Linked DNA regions of Gossypium hirsutum: regions 2 and 3 are each linked to region 1. The links are chromatin contacts, called in public Hi-C maps. All regions are on one chromosome and are shown on one strand. The core of a region is the stretch at or near the end of the contact, and the rest is flanking DNA. Distances in the headings are between cores, read along the strand shown. Region 1 has its middle 3.5 kb from the start of LOC121220532. Region 2 has its middle 12 kb from the start of LOC121220539. Region 3 has its middle 6.0 kb from the start of TRNAL-UAG.

The links. Hi-C and Micro-C count contacts between places; a contact is called where the count stands out from the background.
Region 2: a contact with region 1 is called in a Hi-C map of leaf, with 2.3 times the contacts expected there. The contact joins two enhancer-like sites. A contact is called at or near these places in 6 of 34 Hi-C or Micro-C datasets (callus, hypocotyl, leaf and 1 more).
Region 3: a Hi-C map of leaf shows a contact between it and region 1, with 1.7 times the contacts expected there. The contact joins two enhancer-like sites. A contact is called at or near these places in 10 of 34 Hi-C or Micro-C datasets (anther, callus, hypocotyl and 3 more).

What each region holds. Positions count from the first base shown.
Region 1 is chrD08:33,015,597-33,019,172 of Gossypium_hirsutum_v2.1, reverse strand. No RefSeq gene overlaps it. Among protein-coding and RNA genes, the nearest start is that of LOC121220532, 3.5 kb to the right of the region's middle. Within about 2 kb of position 1,387, at least 3 of the 9 cell types and tissues checked have an H3K27ac peak or open chromatin away from gene starts, as enhancers often do. A contact at or near this core is called in leaf, where this site is marked.
Region 2 is chrD08:32,871,700-32,875,410 of Gossypium_hirsutum_v2.1, reverse strand. No RefSeq gene overlaps it. Among protein-coding and RNA genes, the nearest start is that of LOC121220539, 12 kb to the right of the region's middle. Within about 2 kb of position 1,365, at least 8 of the 9 cell types and tissues checked have an H3K27ac peak or open chromatin away from gene starts, as enhancers often do. A contact at or near this core is called in leaf, where this site is marked.
Region 3 is chrD08:32,816,244-32,819,817 of Gossypium_hirsutum_v2.1, reverse strand. No RefSeq gene overlaps it. Among protein-coding and RNA genes, the nearest start is that of TRNAL-UAG, 6.0 kb to the right of the region's middle. Within about 2 kb of position 1,812, at least 7 of the 9 cell types and tissues checked have an H3K27ac peak or open chromatin away from gene starts, as enhancers often do. A contact at or near this core is called in leaf, where this site is marked.

The sequences.
Region 1 (3,576 bases), core at 138-2,637:
GGAAAGACAACAACGCTGATATTTGTGCGATTGCCAGGGAGTATTTTCACAACTTATTTGAATCAACTTTGTCTCCTTATGAGGTGCTTAATCTTGATTACATTGATAATTGTATTTCAGATAACATGAAAGAAAGGCTAACAAAGGATTTCACGGACAAAGAAATAGTGGAACCTTTCAACCAAATGGACCCTCGGAAAGCGCCCGAAATTGACGGCCTCTCAGGGTGCTTATTTGAGGAAAATTGGAAGGTGGTGGGAACGGATGTCTTTAAGCTGTGGCATGAGGTTTTAGAGGCAACAGAAATGTGGATAGTCTAAATGAAACGATTATTATTCTTATTCCAAAAATTAATGAGCCTATCGACATGTCTAACTTTAGGCCTATAAGTCTTTGCAGGGTCATTTATAAAATCATAGCCAAAGTTCTTGCAAATCGGTTGAAGGACAATCTTCCAAATTGCATAAGCCAGAATCAAAATGCGTTTGTTCCCAGTCGAATGATCCATGACAACATTTTAATTGCCCGCGAGTTGTTACATTACCTATAAATTAAGTGCAAAGAATGGGCCGAACAAAGGCTTTGTAATCAACCCCGATAGCAAAGCTTACAACCGAGTGGAATGGAACTTTATTGAATAGGTCATGAGAAGGATGGGTTATGCAGATGTTTGGGTGAAAACAAATTATGAGTTGTGTTCATTTGGTCCACTACGTGGTCAAATGCAATTCGATTCTTTTAGAGACTATTGTTCTGGAACGGGGGCTTAGACAGGGGAACCCTCTTTTTTGCATGAAAGCTTTTTCGAGATTGATGATTCAGGCCCAAAATAAAAATTTGATAAGGGGAGTTCGGGCTAGCACTAACGACCCTAGCATTAATCATTTTTTTTATCGATGACGCACTCCTTTTTATCCGTAACAGAAAAAAGGATGTAGAGGAAGTTTTAAAAATTATAATGAATTTTACTAAAGTTTCGGGCCAGAATATAAACAAGGAAAAATCTATGATTATGTTTAGCCCGAAAACTCCATTCTCAAAAGACAACTTTTTTGCAGCATTCTTGGGATGCGTATGGTTAACAATCACGATAGCTATCTAGGCTTACCATTGCCAATTAGTAAAAAGAAGTCAATTGGTTTTACTAATATTATGAACCGTTGTTCTGTAGGATAAAGAGTTGGTCGAAAAGACTCATTTCATACGGTGGGAAAGAGATCTTCATTAAAGCCATTCTCCAGTCTATTCCGACATATGCTTTTTCTGTCTTCCTTGCGCCTAAAGGAATCATTGAAAAGCTACAATCGAGGATGAGTCTCATGTGGTGGACGAGTAACGAGAAGAACCGTGGGAGGGCCATGATGGCGTGGGATAGAATGTGCCACCCGCAAGGTATGGGGGGTATTGGTTTCCGGGACTTGCACCTTTTCAACTTGGCCCTTCTTGGTAGACAGGTGTGGAGACTTTTGCATTTTATAGATACTTTATGCTTCAAGGTGCTTAGTGCCAAGAACTTTCCTGATGGGGACGTTTTTCGGCCAAAAGATTGTGACAAACCCTCGTACACTTGGTCCAGTATAACTAAGGCCGCCGAAGCTCTTCAAGAGGGTTTTGTTTGGCTTGTGGGGGACGGAAAAACAATTGATATTCGAAGGGACAATTGGGGTTTTGAAAGCCTTAATGGTGATTCTATTTGTCAGTCTTTGTTGACCAACAATGAAAGAAAAGCGCAAGACCTGTGGGACCACGACCGCATGAATTGGAATAGAGATGAGGTGATCGAACTTTATGGTAATTTACTGGGGGATCAAATCTGTAATTTACCCATTTGCACAATGGTGTTACTGACAGAAGGGCGTGGTGTCATAATCCTCATGGTTTTTACAGTTCAAGTCGGCTTATTCTTGGCTTTCCCTCAAGAAGATAGGGTTTGGTCCTCACAGAGCATTTTGGAGAACCATTTGGAAACTAAAAAATGCTTCTTAAGATTCGGGTTTTCAGCTGGAGGGTCGGTCATAATATTCTTCCAACTTATGATAACATCTCTCGGATTCGTTAGAACTGTTCTAAAATCTGCCCTAGGTGCAAGAACAGAGAGGAGACGCTGATTCATGCACTGAAAGACTGCCCTTTGGCTCATGAAATTCTAACTTTCGGGGGACTTAATAATCGGCTGATCGAAGGGAGCTATGACCGGTGCATTGACTGGTTGGAAGATGTCCTTAGAGAGTTGGACGTTAAGGCTGCAGCGGACTTTTTTACTCTCCTCTGGAACTGCTGGAATAACAGAAATAAGTTGGTTTTTAATGGTAAAGACGATGAAGCGAGGGTGGTTTGGGAAAGGGCAAAGGCTCTTAGTCAAGAGTTTAGAATTTACAACCTGAATGAAAGACCTGTGATCCCTCCGACCCCGGTGAGCAAAACTTGAATGAAGCCCCCTTATGGTTATATAAAGATCAACTTCGACGCTGCGGTCCTGAATGGAAGAGTGGGGTTTGGTGTCATAGCTAGAGATTCGAAAGGTTTTGTTATCGGGGGCAGCAGTGGTTTTAAAGAAAAGATGATGAGTGCGGATTGGGCGGAGATGGAAGCTTTTGATGAGAGCCTGAAGATGCCTTCCATTCTTAATATTTCAAATGTTATTTTTGAATCCGACTGTGCAAATCTGGTCAACAAAGTCAATAAGAGGGAACAGGACATCACTATTATAGGTTGCTGTGTCAAGAATGCGTGCAAGGCTTTTAATAATTTTGACTCGGTCAAAATTAATTGGGCAAACCGGAGCAATAACCAAGTGGCGAATGTGTAAATTTGCTATTCAAAATAGTTGTAATTGTTATTTTAAAATGGATTATCCCTAGGAGATTCATGATATTGTAATAGATGGTGCAATAAATTGAGTTTGACGTTAGCATCTTTTTATCACAAAAAAAAACTTTTGAAAAGAGTTAGATTCAAAAAAAAAAAAAAAAACTCTTGAAAAAAAAGTTGTAATTCATGTCATTAGACTGGGTCAATTATATGTACTTAAATGAATTTAGTTGCATTTTAGGATATTATTTTAGCATTTTAGAAAATTGCATAAGAAGCTTGGATGATGCTTAAATATTATTATCTGTTACTTTTAATTGCTTGTGGTAGGGTTGTGTTTGGTGGTTTGATAGGTGTAGGTTGAGGAACGAGAAATAAAGGAGTGAAGGTTTGTCGAGGCAAAAGGTGAGACATTTTGTCAGCACGAATGCTGTGGCAATTTCAAGAAGACCGAGTCAACACTCAACGCATACCAGTTTTAGCCCAACTGTACTTGTACCAGAAAAATCTACCTAAAAAAGAGGAGAAGATAATCCTGAGATGCTGGTTTTTATCTTAGAAAAAAAGAATTTAAAAAGAGAAGATAAACATGGGTTGTTGGTTTTACCCTAGGAAAAATGCTAGAAAAAGCCAAAGGAGGCAACCCTAAATAGTGAATATGGGTGGAGATCCATAGTCAAAACAAGAGGGTAGCAGTTGAGTAGAGATGGAAAGAAGAATATGAAAGCAATCCCTCTCAGCCACCACAGGACACGGTGCCGCTGG
Region 2 (3,711 bases), core at 116-2,615, 140 kb after region 1:
TTGTTTTCATTATTGCTAGTTCAGCAGCTTTGCACACAAATTTTAAACAACCAGCTGCCACCGATTTAACTGTTTGTGCTTATAATTATCATTCAACTTAGCAGTCTGCGAGTAAAATACTTTCTCGAGAAAATTGTGATGTTGTTGAAGCATCAGTGCTCCATTTTTCCTCCAAATGGGGTTATTGATGATATCAGTCCCAAGAAACTGATTGCTTCCCATTACACAAAACCCTCTTCTTTTTTCCTGATCAGAAAATGGTCAACCTAGGAAGCACCGACACGGGGAAAATCCCCTCGTACCAGTGTCGTACTGGTGTCCGACACGGACACGCCACCGACACGGCCGGATATGTACCGGACACACCTTGAAGCGTGTCAAAAAAGGACACTCCCGGGCTTTACTTTGGCCTGAATCAGAAACGGAAAAAAAAACCCATATACAAGAATAGAACTTTAGTAAACTGATAAAAAGAACTTTAACATTTAATCGTGATAATTTATGGGATTTTTAACATACCTGTCTTCTTTGGAGCCGATTCGCTTATATGAAGATGATGATGCTGGGGTTTTTTTGCAGAGAATGAAATACAGCGGCAAAGGTAAGGACGGTAAATGAGAAGGGAAAAAAGGGGTAAATGGGGAAGAAAATAAAGGGGATATGAGTGTCTGCGTAAGAAAGAATAAAAAAATAGTTAATGTATTATATAGTTTTTTTTTTGAAACAATAATGTATTATATAGTTATAAATTTATAATGGGGTAAGAAAGTAAAAACAAATTATAGTAGTATAAAAATAGTGAAATTAAGTATAATAAAAAAATATGTGAGACCCATATAAATTAGATTTAAAATATTTTTTAAAAATTAATTTTAATTAAAAATTAATAAATATATGTGTGACCTAAATTCTTATTAAATAAAATAAGATATTGTTTACAAGACAAGTTAAATAAAATATATTTTCTTTCTGAACGATTTAATATTTATAAGTAAAATATATTTGAACATAAAGAATATATATAAATAATAAAAATATTTTATTATTGCCGTATCTTACCGTACTTGTGTTATCATTTTTTAAAAATTACTGTGTTGTAGTGTCCGTATCGTACTCGTATTAAGTATTCGTGTTCACGCTTCATAGTACTCTAACATTTATTCAAAATCAAATTTGATTCTGACATTGACATTGATTCTGTCCGAATTGAACATGATAAAGAAGTTAAAAGAAAAAATGAAAAAAAAGGGTTTTTGGATTCATCAAGCAAAATGGTTCGAAGTTCAAACAATAAGGAACTGAGTGGGGACTCAAAGTAGCCTAAAGACAGTAGGACCACCGAGGATGGGATAAGGGCAAAGCCACTGATGTAGTGGTGACTTGAAACCTTTAAAGCACAAAAAGCAAAGGATAGGGATAGGGTTCCTATACCAAAGGTTTGCCAATGTGTTTTTAATAATATCATCGTTGAATATGGGGAAGGTGGGTCAAAAAAATGGGGCTCTAGTGTTTTCATACGCATGGTAAAAGATTACAGAGGAAAAAGAAAAGAAAAGGTAAAAGAAAGAAAGAGATATGCTTAGAAAAAAAAAGTATACATATTAAAGAAGTTGAATGGTGGAAAACGTTAAGTACAAAATTGTTGCAAATGATTGAGGAGGACCATGGCTACTTTACATGGGTACCCTGCCCTTTGTTTTCTCATACAAAGGTTAAACTGGCTGTGAGAAGGAATTTTTTTTTAGAAAGTTAAAATTGAATTATAATTTTTAAAAGTTTTACTTAATTTTGAGATCGACCCTCACTTACATTAGCACCACCTTAGATTAAATGTTAGTCTTTGGTCGAGGTACTTTGGATTTGTGCCAAGGTATAACCCCAACACTTCGTTAAAAACTCTCTAAAACAATTTTAAATAATTAAAATTTTTAATTATGACCTTTATATATATATATATATGATAAAATTGATATATTGATATATAGAGAATGGATTGTATGAAATTGTGATTCCACACCATCCCTATTATTTTCTAATAGGAGAATGATAAATCATATTTTTCCTCCTTATTTTTAGCATTTTTAGTTAAATTTAAATTTTTTCAGGAATAAAAAACAGAAAATTAGGAGAAAAAATCTGTTTTGTCATTCTCCTATTAGAAAGGAATATAAATAACTTAGAATCACAGTTTCATACAATACTTTCTCTATTGATATAATGCGGGATTCTTTTATATTGATATAAAATTAACATAATTTTATATGCTTTTAAAATTTTGTTTATGATTAGATTTATTAATATAATTATATTTATCACACATGCGAATTTTTTAATTAATTTGATTTCTATATTATATTAATCTAAAATATTATTTATGTTAATATATTTAATGATTGAAAGGATTTTTTTATAAAATAAATAGTTAAATTTTTTAAAAATACTTTAAATTTAACATGAATAAAACAAATTTCACATACTCGATATTCGTCCCTAAATTGAAAAGGAAGGCATTAACAAATTTAGGGGGATAGAAATAATGCCCACCATGGGATGCTTACAACTAGGGAAAATGAGTGATGAAGATAGAGTTGTTAACGTGCTTTGACTTGTCTATAACTAGAGTAGGTACTTAACATCACAAACTCAAAGAATAGAGCGTGCCCCAGTTTTTTCTTTTCATTTTCAGCTAGTAGAAAAATTCGATTTGATTGAAAAATTAAAAAAAAATTAAAATTTGAATTATTTTAGTTGAATTAATTCGATTTTTTTCTTCTCAAATCTTTTTATTTTTCCTAAATTTTTTATTACCCACAATTTTTTCTTTTATTTTCTCCCTAAATCTTTTATTTCTCCTAAAAAATTTTACTTCCTTCAAACTCTCAAAACTTTTTTTCTTTTGCTTTCTCCGTAAAACTTTTACTTTCCTATCAAAAATTTATTTTTTCACAAACCCTCAACTTTCATTTTTCCCAACCCTTAAAAACTTTTTTAAATTTATGTCTATTATTTATATTATTGAATTAAATTTCATATTTTATACTATTTATATTATTTAATTATTTAATCGTTATTAATTTCTATTAAAATTAAATTATTGATGATGATGTAAAATATTTATGTTAAAATTTTCTTTTGATTCAATTTCACATTTTGTCTTTAAAATAAATTTTTATTAAAAATCACATTTTTACCTTTAATATATTTTTTAATTTCAAAATAAGCTAACATGTATATAAAATTATGAGGAGATGAAAGTTAATAATAAATTTGATTATAGTGGGAAAATTTAATTACGGTGAGTGATAGTGGCTACAAGGACCTAAATTTATTTTTTTAATTTAACTCGAACAAATATATTCGATTTGATTCGAGTTTTATCTCACTCAATTCGATTTAAGAAAATTTCAAATTAAATTAAATTAATAAAATATAATTCATTAACTCAATCTATTTAAAATTCTTTCATTTAATTCAATTCGATTAAATCATATACTCACCTCTATTCTCAGCAACAACCGACTTAGCCCAAATATAAAATTCTTCAAAAACCGAAGATTTCAATGCAAGCTGCAAGCCTGCCACATCTAATGACAGCATCTTGAAGAAGGAACTTAGCATATCACTGACATAATTAATTTTTACCTATGAATGACTGGCCCCCCTTTGCCGAACCTTTTCAATTACCTACCTACTATCACAATAATGAAAGGG
Region 3 (3,574 bases), core at 563-3,062, 200 kb after region 1:
CGTTTCACGATTCCAGATATGTAATTTTTGCTGTTTTGGTTCATTGATCTTGGACTTTGCAGAAATCCCATGGACCTCCAACTTGCACAACAGAATGCGTGAAAATTAAGTTAGATTTAATAGATCTTAGAACAAAAATAGAATAAAACACACAGGAGTGCATATATGTATGCAAGCATCAAAAAGAATTAATCCACAATAAGGCCACGGATTAAAGTGGAATCATTTCAGCTGATATCAGTTCCAGGCCCCCCAAAATGAGAGCCTCTTGATGTCCTGCTTTAAGAAAACATGAGTTTTATATAAGTTTGTGCATGTTTTAACTTTTAATATAATTAAAAGCGTCCAAGTTTACATAGGCAAACTGGAAGGAAATGACTTTGTATAAATTTCGCCATATCTTCAAGTGCATAACTGAAAGAACTTGAATTTTAAGAAGATTGTAACAGATCCACCTCAGAAAATTAAAACCAATAAACAAAAACACAATAACCAACTAGCAGTCAACTTGTCAAGTCAAAGCACTCACGCATAAATCATTGCAAATAAAAACTATACACAACCAAACAAACTTCATAAGGCAATCAAGATAAAGTATAACTTGAAATAAACCACAAGAGTCTATGTTTCTGATACTGCTGATCAGTGACAGGCTTCTTATTAGCAGCTGGTCCAATCCGCATTGCCCTAGTTGAACAATAAATCCCATACATTTCAGTCATTGCACGAATTTGTTCAGTTTCATCACTAAACTTTACAAAGCCATAACCTTTAGACCGGCCATAACTGAATTTAACTACTAAGTTTCACAATAGTAGCATTGCTGCTGCAAGTCCAGTAGACATAACAAAAGAGAAATTAAAAAGATAAAAAATAATAGCCAACCGAGCATCCGTTAAAATTAAGTCATGATTAACATTTAAGTACTAAGTTTCATCTTGGACACCCCCTCACTTATAAATAAAAATAAAAACAATCAGCTTTCATTCATTCTTCGTAAGAATGGATGAAAAATAACTAACCTGCATCACTGGGAGAATCATAAGATAGGATTCTGTAGAAGTCGACATTCAAAGATGGTATACATATAAGACCATTTTAAATTTATAATACTGAATGTGGTTTCAAAAAGTTTCCACCGCATAATTTGTAAAACAATCTTGGTTTCTTTCTGATACCGATGACCAAGGGCCAACATTAGATAATACTGTTAAGTGAAACAAAGCATAATGCCAAGGCAACCCTTACCAATAACCATAACAAAGAAAAGGTAAAAAGATCCTTAAAACCACAATGCATAAACATGTAAGATCCTAATATCCGACTCCATGAAATACTAAGTATGTTACTCAGATTCAGATGTGAATATCCTAAACAGGTATTTGTCCAACACATGCTCAAATTTCCCAAGTTTTTCATATGCTTGGAGAGATCTAGGAGGGTCAAATTCCCACCATATTCATATCCATATATGTACTGGATACAAGTGCTAGACATGGGTGTTTCAAGAAAAATGAAGAGTCGGAATGTCATAAAATACGAGCAAGTGAGCAGAGCAAAAACAAAAAAAATTAGGAAATTCGAGATGATAGGAAAACTCGTTCTTACAGCTTGTATGTTCCTATCCTCATCATCAAAAAAGAGCATTGAGTTGAAGGGAATCCCAGCCCTTGAGTGACTTCTCTGGAATTGATCGATCTGCTCAAACCTCAAAATGAATAAGAAATTGGGAGAAGCGTAGTTTAGGGTTTGGATTTGGTTGAAAAATGAGAGCTTTTTAACTATAAGAGGGGGGTTGTTTGACCTATAGATTTGGTACGGCGCCCTTTTTCTTTTCTTGAAACGATGTCGGTTTTGCTTTGTTTTTGGGGAAATGGTGTCATTTTTTTAAACTAAAATTATTTTTTGCGGCAAACACCGCTATTGCTTAAATTATTTTTTAAACTAAAAACGCCATAAAAAATTATTTTATTTTGAACAAAACGACGCCGTTTGTATATAGTAACGGTGTTTTTTGCTAAAAACGCCTCTAAAACTCACATATTTTTTATATTCAATTATTGTATCTTTCATATAAATTTTAAATAAATAATTCTTAAATTTTTTAAGTAATATTTATAAGAATTAGATAAAATTATAAATTTTAGTTTTTTATTTCATTTTTATTTTTGTATTTTATTTTTATTTCTTATAATCTGGTCCTATTAAATTAAATAATTACCTATAATCCATATCAATCTATTACTTTTTTTAACTTATTTATTAATTCTAATTAAACTAATATTTAAATATATCAAATGGTTTAGATTAAATATTTTTAAATATAAAAGCATTAATTAATTGTATAAAATTTTATCATTTAACAAATCTCAAGTAAACATTAACCTTAAACCCTAAATTAACCATTTAATACATATAAAGTCTATCTATTATATATCTCTTAAATAATTTAATTTCAATATAGTAAATTTATTATTATCTTTTTTACAATTATATAAGAACATATTTAATATATAAATTAAAAAAACTAACTAATCTAACCCCTAACCCTTAACCCTTAACCCCTAAACCTTAAATCCCAACCCTTAAACTATAATCCCTAATGCATAAACCCTAAATCCATACTCCTTAAACCTTACACTATTAACTCCTAAAGCGGCCTTAAATCTTAAATTTATCATATACCCTAAACCAAAAACCCTAAACTATAGTGATAATTAATTCAATATTTTAAAATTAATACTATCTCTTTTACGATTATATAAGAAATTTTTTAATATGTAAATTAAAAAACACTCAGTAATGTACCCAAAAAACTTAAAAATTATTTTAAATAACAGTATTTTAATTTTTCCATTTTTAACAAATATTTTTCTATGTTTTTTATTTCAAATTATTTCTACGTGTCATTATTTTTTTTGAAGATTTTGAATATTCAATTAAAAATAATTTGAATTTTAATTAATATAAATAAACTAATTAAATAATAAATAGACAGATAAAATATTTTTTGCGGTGCTTTTTCAAAAACGCTGCTAAAAATAGAGCATTAGCGACGCTTATTCAAAAACGCTGCTAAAGACCCGAGCATTAGCGGCGCTTTTCAAAAACGCCACTAAAGCCCCGAGCATTAGTGGCGCCTTTCCAAAAACGCCACTAAAGCCCGGAGCATTAGCGGTGCTTTTCCAAAAACGCCGTTAAAGCCCCGAGCATTAGGCGCTTTTTCAAAAACGCCGTTAAAGCCCCGAGCATTAGTGGCGCTTCTTCAAAAACGCCGCTATAGCCCTGAACATTAGCGGCGCTTTTCCAAAAACGCTGCTAAAGCCCCATGCATTAGCGACGCTTTTTGAAAAACGTCACTAAAGCCTCGAAAACTAAAAAAAGACGTTGGGCTTAGGTTTTTTGTGGCGCTTTTTGGAAAACGCCGCTAATGCTCATTTTTAGCAGCATTTTCCAAAAAGTGCCGCTAATACTCGATCTTTAGCGGCGTTTTTTAAAAGCGCCGATAATGCTTGATTTTTAGCGGCGTTTTGTATCCAAACGACACTAAAAACGCCGCTAAAAGCCTGTTTTG